2 separate regions of the Oryctolagus cuniculus genome follow, and region 1 is linked to region 2. Evidence: chromatin contacts called from public Hi-C data. All regions are on one chromosome and are shown on one strand. Each heading gives the region's core, a stretch centred on a gene start, on an enhancer-like site or on the middle of the called end of the contact. The rest is flanking DNA. Distances are from core to core; before and after follow the strand shown. Region 1 has its middle 17 kb from the start of SGK1. Region 2 holds the start of ALDH8A1 (aldehyde dehydrogenase 8 family member A1).

Region 1 (5,208 bases), core at 569-3,068, 740 kb after region 2:
GGAAAGGAAAGAGGGACAATAATTCAGCACTGGGTGACACAAAGTCCATCCCTTGAAGGCAGCAGTAACAGTCGGTCTCCAGTGTCTGATCTGAGTGGACTAACTAGGAGCGTTTGCTACATCCCCTCGTTAGCAGACCACTCTCAGTCACAAAGGAAAATGGATCCCATATTGTTTACAATAATTTGAAGAATTGTCTGCTTTCCCATAAGAGGACAGGGGGTCAGCTTGGCTGTGGTGTTCTGAGTTACAATGAACAGGAAGCCAAGGAAAGCTATATGGAGAGAGGCCACGTGGGAAGTGAAGAAAGCCTCTGAGTTTTGAAACCCAGCTCCGTGAGCCTTGCTTTCCTCCTTCCACTGGGTCTAAAAGCACTTGCTTATACTCTGGAGGATCTGAGGTTACAAGTATCAAGGATGCAGAAAAATATTTTTTAACTTAAGAAAAATATTTTGTGACTAAGTAAGTTCATAAATAATGGTGCTTTTAGCACTTGCATGGGGAACTGGGGCTGGAACTACTCTGCCCTGCCACATGTTTCATTCATTCCTTGAACGATGGCTCCCAATGAACCCCTCCTCTGTGTCTTTACAAACATGGAGAACAGCCACGCGCCCTCTGCTCCCTGGGCCTGCACACCTTTCCAGGTCATGATCATGAAGGATAACATAATAAAATTTTTTATTTATTTATTTGAGGGCAGACAGAGACAGCTCCCATCTGCTGGTTCATCCCCCCAAAGTCTACAATGCCTAGTTCTGGGCTGGGCCAAAGCCAGGAGCCAGGAATGCAATCCAGGTCTCCACTTGGGTGGCGAGGTAGCCATTACTACTACCTCTCAGGGTCTGCATTGTAGGAAGCTGAAATCAGGAGCTGCAACCAGAAACCAAACAAGGCAGTCTGATATGGGACACAGGTGTCTTAACTGCTAGGATAAATGCCTACACCTAGAAAGGATTTAACCAGTGTGGAATCAGAGAAGATAATAATGACATTCATTCACAAAATACTTTATGCTACAACATATTAACTCCTTTTATCTTACCAGACATGCAAGGCAAACAGAGTAAATTACTGCTAGTACCTTTTCACATATGATACTCCTGAGACTGAAAACGAGGGGTGGGCATTGTGGCACAGCAGGCTAGTCCAGTACTTGGGATGCCCACATCCCATATCAGAGAGATCAGAGCACTGGTTCGAGTCCTGGCTGCTGATCCAGCTCCCAGCTAATGCACGTGGGACACAGCAGTTGATGGCCCAAGTACTTGGCACCCTTTCCACTCATGTGGGACACCTGGATGGAGCTTCTGGCTCCTGGTTTCCACCCGGCTGTTGCAGAATGAACCAGCGGATGGAAGATCTCTCTTCCTCTGTCACTTTGCCTTTCAAACAAACAAATAAAACAACTAATAAATCTTTTTTTAAAAGATTGAAAAGATTTGAAAGGCAGTTGCAGAGAGGCAGAGAGAGAGAGAGAGAGAGGGAGAGAGAGAGAGAACCATCTGCTGGTTCACTCCCCAGATGGCTGCAATGGCTGGAGCTAATTCTAAGCCAGGAGCCAGGAGCTTCCTCCGGGTTTCACACATGGGTGCAGGGGCTCAAGGACTTGGGCCATCCTCCATTGCTTTTCCAGGCCATAGCAGAGAGCTGGATCGGAAGTGGAACAGCCTGGACTTGAACCGGTGCCCATATGGGATGCTGGCATTGCAGGTGGTAGCCTTACCCACTACACCACAGCGTTGGCCTCAAATAAATCTTAAAAAAAAAAAAAAGTTTAAACAACTAGCCACCTATGGAGTAGGTGGAACCCACTGCTTCTGCCACGTGAGCCTCCCCTCTCTGCCCAGCCTCTCTGGGCTACACTGTATTTAATCCACTGTGAGCAAAGGTGCCATCGCCAAGAATTTATAGACCAGCTATTTTGGTCTCCCTCCACAGAGATCGCCTTCTTATGTGGCAGATTCTTGAAATTGGAGAGAGGAGCCAAAGGGCACCTGCTAATAACTTTGGAACTCATAGTTCACGTGTGAATGGACCATTTTTAAAGAGAATAGCTCCATTAACATTCATTACAAATCTCCTGAGAGGCAGTTTCTTGTGTTCAGTGATGTCAAAGGTCTGTGTTTCAAGAAGAGTAATACACTCTGTATTTATCACAGAATTCTTGGGAGAATCAAAGGAAAGAAGGAACTTCTACATGAAAAGAAATACTGTAGTTCTACCTTGTGTTTGCTGATACCAGCGGTGTGCAATGACATCAGCCTCAGTCTACAGTGCCACCAAGTGGACACAATCATACATGTGTTTTCTTTACTCCATCTGTCGCTCAGGTCATTTTCTCACCTACAGTATTGTATTTCAGTATTTTTACATAAAAATTGTGTGAAGTTTTGTCGAAGAGTCTTTTTGGTATGTCTGTGAGAAAAGCCAAACTCCGGGCCAAGAATCCATATTCCACCTGCAGTGCTTCCCCTTGTCTAGCTCACCTTGACAGACTGTCAGCCCCAGTGTGTATCTTATAAAGCAGCTGTGAGCCAATGCAAGAGAAGGGACCGGGGTGTTGATGGAGAGCTCTGTTTTCTTCTTGCTTTTCCTATAAGTGCTCTTTGATTTTGCTGAGTTCGCATCTGAAACATTTCTTGTTACAGTTCAACCATTCATACACATACCACAGCCTCAGTGACAATCTGCTGAGTATTTGTTCATGTTAAATACCATGGTTAGTGCTAGGGACATGATAATGAACAATGAGGAAGGGAGCCGGGGTTGTGGCACAAATAAATAGAGTTTTAAAATTAAGAGGAATATGGTGCCTGGCTTTGTGGAGTTTAGTCAGCTGAGAGGGAAAATGCAGTGATGAAGTGACCACACCATGCTGGCCACTTAGCCCAGGAAACCAGAACATTCTACTTGTTGCAAAGCAGCAACAGCCTCACTTGTTCTCATGGGTTTCAGGGTTTGGGGAGCAGCAGGATTACAGTGTAAAAGCTTCAGGCTCTTTTGTTTAAACCTGACAATCATCCCAAAAGAAAGAAGTTTCCTTCACTTAGAGCATAACCATGTCAAATGGTGGAATTTGGAGACAGAAACACTAAGGTTTGAATTCTGCAACTGCTTATTCTTCTTATGACTTCAGTGAATGATTTTATCTCCTTTAGACTCACGTTTATTTTACATAAAATAGAGATAGTATTTATGTTGAATGCAGAAAGTCAGGACTAATACAACTTGTGATATAGAACAAATGATTAATAAGTGTTTTGCCTAAATGATCAAAGACCACATTTTTTTTTTTTTTTGTCAGGCAGAGTGGACAGTGAGAGAGAGACAGAGAGAAAGGTCTTCCTTTTCCCGTTGGTTCACCTCCCAAGTGGTCGCTGCGGCCGGCACACTGCGCTGATCCGAAGCCAGGAGCCAGGTGTTTCTCCTGGTCTCCCATGGGGTGCAGGGCCCAAGCACTTGGGCCATCCTCCACTGCACTCCCGGGCCACAGCAGAGAGCTGGACTGGAAGAGGAGCAACCAGGACAGAATCCGGCACCCCAACCGGGACTAGAACCTGGTGTGCCGGTGCTGCAGGCGGAGGATTAGCCTATTGAGCCACGGTGCTGGCCACAGTGGTTATATTTAAATTCCCATTAACAAATCTAAGAATTTGGGCAAGGTAGGTATTATAAATGTAATTGGCCAGGTGAATGAGGAAGCAAATGTTAATCAGCTGTCTTATGCCTCGTGACTCATTAATAGGAGAAATGGAACTCAAGCCCATGACTCTGAACTCCCTGGGCTGTCTCTTTAGACATCATCAGCAACTGTGGCTATAGCAGGACACTGTTAACAAGTCTCATCAAAACGTTGGAATCTCTTGGATAGTCTCCTGTGGCGGCCACCACAGCTTTGGTGGGTTAGATTTAGGGAAAAAGAGAAATCAAGTGAAACTAGAAAAGGGAAAGCCAGGGGTGTTCTATTTTGTGTGTGTGTATGTGTGTTTAATTTGACAGATAAGAGTTTGACAGTGAGAGGGAGAGACAGAAAGGTCTTCCTTCCGTTGGTTCACCCCTGCAAGTGGCCGCTATGGCCAGAGCTACGGAAATCTGAAGCCAGAAGCCAGGTGCTTCCTCCTGGTCTCCCATGCAGGTGCAGGGGCCCAAGTACTTGTTGGGCCATCCTCCATTGCCCTCTCAGGCCACAGCAGAGAGCTGGACTGGAAGAGGAGCAACCGGGACTAGAACCCGGTACCCACATGGGATGCTGGCGCCACAGGTGGAGGATTAACCAAGTGAGCCATGGCACCGGCCCCCTATTTTTTTTTTTTAATATTTACTTATTTGAAAGGCAGAGCTACAGAGAGATAGAAGCGGAGAGAGGGAGAGAAGAAGAGAGGGAGAGAGGAAGAGAGAGAGAGAGAGAGAGGTTTTCCATCTGCTGGGTCTTCCCCAATTGGCCGAAACAGGTGGAGCTGGGCAGTTCTGAAGCCAGGAGCCAGGAGCTTCTTTCAGGTCTCCCATGTGGGTGCAAGGGCCCAGGCACTTGAGCCATCTTCTACTGTTTTTTTCAGGCTATAGCAGAGAACTAGATTGGAAGTGGAGCAGCCAGGATTCCAAGTGGTGCCCATATTGGATGCCCACACTGCAGGCAGTGGCTTTACCCACTATGCCATAGTGCCGGCCCCATCTGTTAAAGAAAGTGGCAAAAATGGCCAGCGCCGCAGCTCACTAGGCTAATCCTCTGCCTATAGCACCGGTACCCCGGGTTCTAGACCCGGTTGGGGCGCCGGTTCTGTCCCGGTTGCCCCTCTTCCAGTCCAGCTCTCTGCACTCTCCGGGAGTGCAGTGGAGAATGGCCCAAGTGCTTGGGCCCTGTACCCACATGGGAGACCAGGAGGAAGCACCTGGCTCCTAGTTTCGGATCAGTGCAGCACGCTGGCCGCAGCGGCCACTTGGGGGGTGAACCAATGGAAAAAGGAAGACCTTTCTCTCTGTCTCTCTCTATTTCTGCCTGTCCAAAAAAAAAAAAAAAAAAAAGAAAGAAAGAAAGAAAGTGACAAAGAGTAGGCTTCTCTAAAGACAGAGTTGTCCTGAAGGTTATTTTAATTCCTCTTTTATGGGATTGGGTAGATTAAAATCTGGGCAGTGTTCATCGTATTTTGGGGAAAAGGTGATGATTTCTACGAGTCAGGAATACACACCCCCTGTGTTTCACTGAAA
Region 2 (5,465 bases), core at 96-2,595:
CCAAACTAGACTAGGTCATTTACATAAACTATTTATTGATTATGGTTCTTGAGGCTGCGAAGTCCGAGAGGAGGGTGCGGGCAGGTCAGCTGGCTGGTGAGGGCTCTGCACTTTGAAGATGGCACCCCTGGCTGCATCTGCACAGAAGGCCTGGTTCCCTGAGGCCCTTTCATGAGGGCACGGACTGCATCCATGCAGCAGGACCCTCATGGCCCCTCATAGTTCACCTCCTAAATCCCCTGCTTCTTGATACCACGAGTGCATTGGGTGTTACATTTCAACACGAGTTGTGTAGGAACATAAGGAGCAAACAATAGCACCCTGTTTGGAAAAGAAAGGTTTCCCGGCTCCTGTGGCCCCGCCAGGCTCAATGAAGAAGTGGATTTATCATAAAGAGATAGATTCAGACACTGTTGAGTAGATTCCAGTGTTTTGGTGTAGAAAGTTAAGCCTGTGCCTGCACTGTTCACATCCTACAGGGGTGCCTATTCAAGACCTGGTCCAGACCCTGCTGCTCTACTTTCGATGCAGCTCTTGGCTAATGCACCTGGGAAAGCAGTAGAAGATGGCCCAAGTCCTCGTGCCCCTGCAGCCTCGTGGGAGACCCTGAAGAAGCTCCTGGCTCCTGGCTTTGCACCAGCCCAGCTCTGGCTTTTGAGGCCATTTGGGAAGTGAACCGGCGGGTGGAAGACCTCTCTCTCTGACTCTCCTTCTCTCTGCCTGTAACTGTAACTCTCAAATAAATAAGTAAATCTTAAAACACACACACACACAATTAGGGGGAGACGTAGTCCTAATGTTCTATAGCACAATAGGGCAGCTGTAGTAATTAATTATACATTTCAAAATAATTGGAAAAGATTTTGACAATTCTCATCACAAAGAAATGATAATATTTGAGATAGAAATGCAAATTACCCTGATTTGATCATTATATGATATATACATGTGTTGAATTATAATACTTTATCCAACAAGTAAGTGCACGTGTTGTATAGCAATTAAAGTATAAAAATTAAAGAGGGAAGCAATGATATTTGCTTCATATAAGATTGTTTTGTGGAGCAAATGAGTAAACTAATGAAAAGGACTTGCCTCAAGGCCTGGTATTTGATCAGTATTTGAGCAATAAAATCATGCACACAGAAGCCTTTTGAAGAGTCTAAGGGGCTGTGTGCTATAAGTGGGTGTCAGTTCAGCACCTTATTGCTTATTTTCCATAAAGTCTTGGAAGCCTGACGCATATTTGAGGGCTCCCTTGGTTCTGAGTTTGGAGACTGGGAAACTGAGAGTGGCAGGTCTCCTCCCACTTCCACTGAGTGACAAACAAGGATATAAAGACCAGAAGAGAGGAGAGGAACTCAGAAGTGGGGGCAGCTGGGTGACTGAGGGGAAAGGGGAAGGCAGAGTTTTTCCTTACGATGGCTGCGACAGAGGCACCTTTGGTACTGGAAAACTTCATAGGCGGAACATTTGTACCTTGCAAGTCTTACATAGATTCTTATGACCCATCGACTGGAGAGGTGTATTGCAAAGTACCCAACAGTGGCAAAGAAGAGGTGAGTATATTCCCTCAGAGGCAACCGAATTTAATATTTAAGACACTGGAATATTGTGGGGAAACTAATTTCTGAAGGCAAAGGGAGGTGGAGGAAGGTCCAGAATTGTTAAACATCAACAGAAGGAAGATTGTGGTTCTACGAAAGTTCGTCGTGTAACCGGGTATAGGTGGTAGACCAAATGTTGGGCTATTCTGCCCGAAAGAAAGTTGATTTTCTAACCAGCCTAACACAAGTCTGGATATGTAGTTTTCTTTCTTTTTTTTTTTTTTGGGGGGGGGGCGGGGGCAATCCTGACATTCCCTGATAGAAGTAACACAGTTCTCTAAAAAGAAAACAGACTAAAAACCCCTAGGGCTTAGTTGTAGATTGTTCTCTAATGATTCCTCATGTTTTCAAAATATCTAGTAAAATAAAATCAGTCATTTGAGTGACAAAACTCAAAATCAAATTCCCATAGGTTTTGGGATTTATATTTAACAGCATATTTTTCTTACTCAAAGTGCTTAATGGTAATGGAGAATTAATTTTATTTGGGGAATTTTGTCAAATACTTGAAATAGTTTTGATTAGTTCTCCTTTGTTGCGCAGAGCATGCAAATATAACAGGGACAGTCAGCACAGCTGATGTAGGTATTGTCATCTAATGTCTACTGGGTTCAATTTAGTCTTTTTAAGGCACAAAAAAAAATTATTTAAAATGTAATTGTAGCCATCATATGTAAATATATATTATAAGCAAAGTTTCCATAAGAATAGTTTTTTTCTGGATGGTTAATATTTCAGGCCTGTCTTGCATTAAAAAAAAAAACCTTTAGACTTTGGGTTAAAGTTTGCAAACATTGCTTAATTCATTGGTTAAACTGTAAACCTGCATATTTGTTTGCTTCACATGACCTAAAATGTGGAAAATCCAGCTTTGCATATTTCATTTCTCCATACCCCAGAATGTCTTCCAAAGTGAGGTAAGAAATGATGAATCTGGCAGATTCCAGAGAAATCTTGTCTGCACCCACAGCATCATGCCTTTGCAGGTTACAGGATGAGTTCGGATGCACCTGCTAACGCAGTCAGAGGTGCTGCCCACTGCCCGCAATCCAACTCGCTGAGAGCCTATCGTGTCCCATTAATTAGTTCCAGTTTTGATCACCAAACCACATGGCCAACTGTCCAAAAAGTCACTTGCGAAGAAATGGCTGCTGGTGCTAACAGGAACTGCCACTTACTCCGCGCTGGTGAGGCGCTTCACATTCAGCTCACTGAGCCTTCAACAGGGCTTATCCTGAGTTTCAGCTATAGCAACCTAGAAATTAGACTTTGTCACCATGCTGACTTTACAGAGGACGGTGTGCTAAGTCTTTCATCTCTGATGCCCGGATCGACGGGCATGCATGCACACAGGTGTGTGTGTGTGTGTGTGTGTGTGTTTTGGCACATTTGCATTACAGCATTGCAATCATAAGCACAACTTCGAGTCAGCCTGCCTGGCTTCAAAGCCCAGCTTTCACAGCTTGGTGTCTGTGACCTTGAGTTAGAGCTGAAGCTCTTTGTGTCTCAGTCTCCTCATCTATAAAATGGGGGTGATAATTCTAACACCTAATTCACAGTGCTCTGGGGATGAAACAGACTAACACATGTGAGGCCTCTGGTGCCTGGCATATAATAAATGCTTAGAGAATATTAGCTTATACTAGTATTATTGTATATAGTAGATTTATATATATATGTGTGTGTGTGTATATATATATATGTATATATATATACACTCTATACAGACCAAGACACATAACCGAAAACAACTTAGGGGAGGTGAATGGACTTGAATTTCCCAAGTAGCACAAGGGTCCTACACATACGTTGACGGTGGTAGGAATGAACGCTCCTCTTGCTGGCTGCAGGGGGCTCCCCATGGCTGCAGCTCACAGTGGGATCACCAAAGCCCCCATCTCTTCCCACACCCTGGCTGTGAAGCCGAGTTTCTGGTTTGCAGGTGAAGCCACTGTGTCTCCAGGAATTTCTAATTAAGATGAGCGTCATCTTATACCTTACTTCAGCTCGGCTGAACGTGGCTTTGGTCCATGAGGAGGAAAACAAGGAGCTGTGTGGGTCTGGCCTCGCGTGAGAGGGCCAGCAGGGGCTCAGGGGCTGGGTGCTGTCAGAGCAGGCGACTGGAGAAGGCTGCAGGAGGCTGCCCCAGGGCGTGTGGAAAAGCAGCGCACCTGAGCCTGGCCCAGCGGTGCAAGAGAGATGCGAGTGACTGTCTACTCTGGGCGCACGTGGCAGACTTGGGAGGGATGAGCCACCTCTGGGAAACCATTGCTTAGCCACCGCCAGAGAGAGGAGAAAGCCGACGCTGGGAAAATTCACTGTGCCTGCGTCACATCTGGGCAGTGAGTTGGCCCTGCCCATGGCTCTCCAGGTATTGAGTATTGTTGCCTGTTGCAAGCAGCTCCAAAACTAGGCCCCCAGGATTTGTGCTCAGCCGCCACCGACCCCTCTTCCCCCTCTTCTCCCAGAGGCCTCTTTGATTGGGTGGAGCTCGGCAGGGGCCAAGGAGGTGGTTCTGTCATAACAGGTGAACCTCTCCTCTCAAGGGCCAAGAGCTCTGGGTTTGAATCCTGATTCTGACGCTGATTATCTGCGTGACTCAGGAGAGTGACTTAAGTTTCTTGGGCCCCAGTTGCACTATCTGTAAAATGAGCATAGCCAACGGCTGTTAACAATAATTGAATGGAAAAATAACCATTGCAGCCACATACATCTTAATTACAAATCATTAAAACTACAGTAGTTTAGCATTCATTTTTTTTTTAACAGGCAGAGTTAGTGAGAGAGAGAGACAGAAAGAAAGGTCTTTCTTTTCCATTGGTTCACCCCCAAATGGCCGCTATGGCCGGCGCACTGCGCCTATCCGAAGCCAGGAGCCAGGTGCTTCCTCCTGGTCTCCCAAGCGGGTGCAGGGCCCAAGGACTTGGGACATCCTTCACTGCCCTCCCGGGCCACAGCAGAGAGCTGGACTGGAAGAGGAGCAACTGGGACAGAATCCGGCGCCCCAACCAGGACTAGAACCTGGGGTGCTGGCGCTGCAGGTGGAGGATTAGCCTAGTGAGCTGCGGTGCTGGTCTAGTTTAGCATTCTTAACCATTGGTTTGAAAAAGGTATAAGACAAAGTTTTGCAAAACTGTATTTGCAGTAATACTGAAACACACATGCATTTCTTTCTTCTTTCTTTTTGTTTGCATTTTAAAGTTTAGCTCCCACATATTAGGGAGAACATGCGAGATTTGTCTTATTGGATCCAGCTGATTGTCTATATTCCCACTAGAGTCTTTTGCTTTTTACTTTTTAAACTTCTTATTTGGTGAAGTATTGAGAAATTTTAAAATTAAGCAATTTTATAATGTTATCTCAAAAACTGAAAAGGGAGAAAGAGTGGGAGGGAAGGGAAAGGGAGGGAGAAAGAGATAAAATCATTAAGTTCTTAGAATTCTATCTACAAATCACATTGAATCTGTTAAAAACTAATTAAAAATTAAAATTAAAAAATATATCATCATTATGTGGAAAAAGATAACACAGTAACACTCTCAATACAGAATTTTAAAAGGTATGAAATTAAATAAGATATTTTGCATTTTCTCTTATATATAAAAATTAGATGATAAATATTGAATCAGATTTGTCATCCAAATGGGTAAATGTCCTCTCTCCTACAATATTCAAAAATGACTGTCTGGAAGTAGTGAAAATGCATAGCCATTAAGATCCAAACAGTTGTTTTTCTGTTTGTCTGACTGCCACGTTCTAGGTACCTTTGCTGAAACAGAGTGCTTCTCTGTGTTGTTGTGTATTAGCTTTTTGTTAATTGAACAAAATAGCCAAGGCAGGCTACTGTATAAAGGAGAG

Evidence for each region. A called contact is a pair of places that touch in the nucleus more often than the background predicts.
Region 1: a contact with region 2 is called in a Hi-C map of an unstated tissue, with 3 times the contacts expected there. The contact joins the enhancer-like site here to the promoter of ALDH8A1 in region 2. A contact is called at or near these places in 3 of 6 Hi-C or Micro-C datasets (psoas muscle, skin fibroblasts and an unstated tissue).

Annotation. Positions count from the first base shown.
Region 1 is chr5:34,707,788-34,712,995 of mOryCun1.1, forward strand. No RefSeq gene overlaps it. Among named protein-coding and RNA genes, the nearest start is that of SGK1, 17 kb to the left of the region's middle. Within about 2 kb of position 1,819, at least 1 of the 8 cell types and tissues checked has an H3K27ac peak or open chromatin away from gene starts, as enhancers often do.
Region 2 is chr5:33,968,077-33,973,541 of mOryCun1.1, forward strand. ALDH8A1 (aldehyde dehydrogenase 8 family member A1) reads left to right here and starts at 1,346. Exons shown (of 7, transcript XM_002714833.5): 1 at 1,346-1,559. The coding sequence starts at 1,422.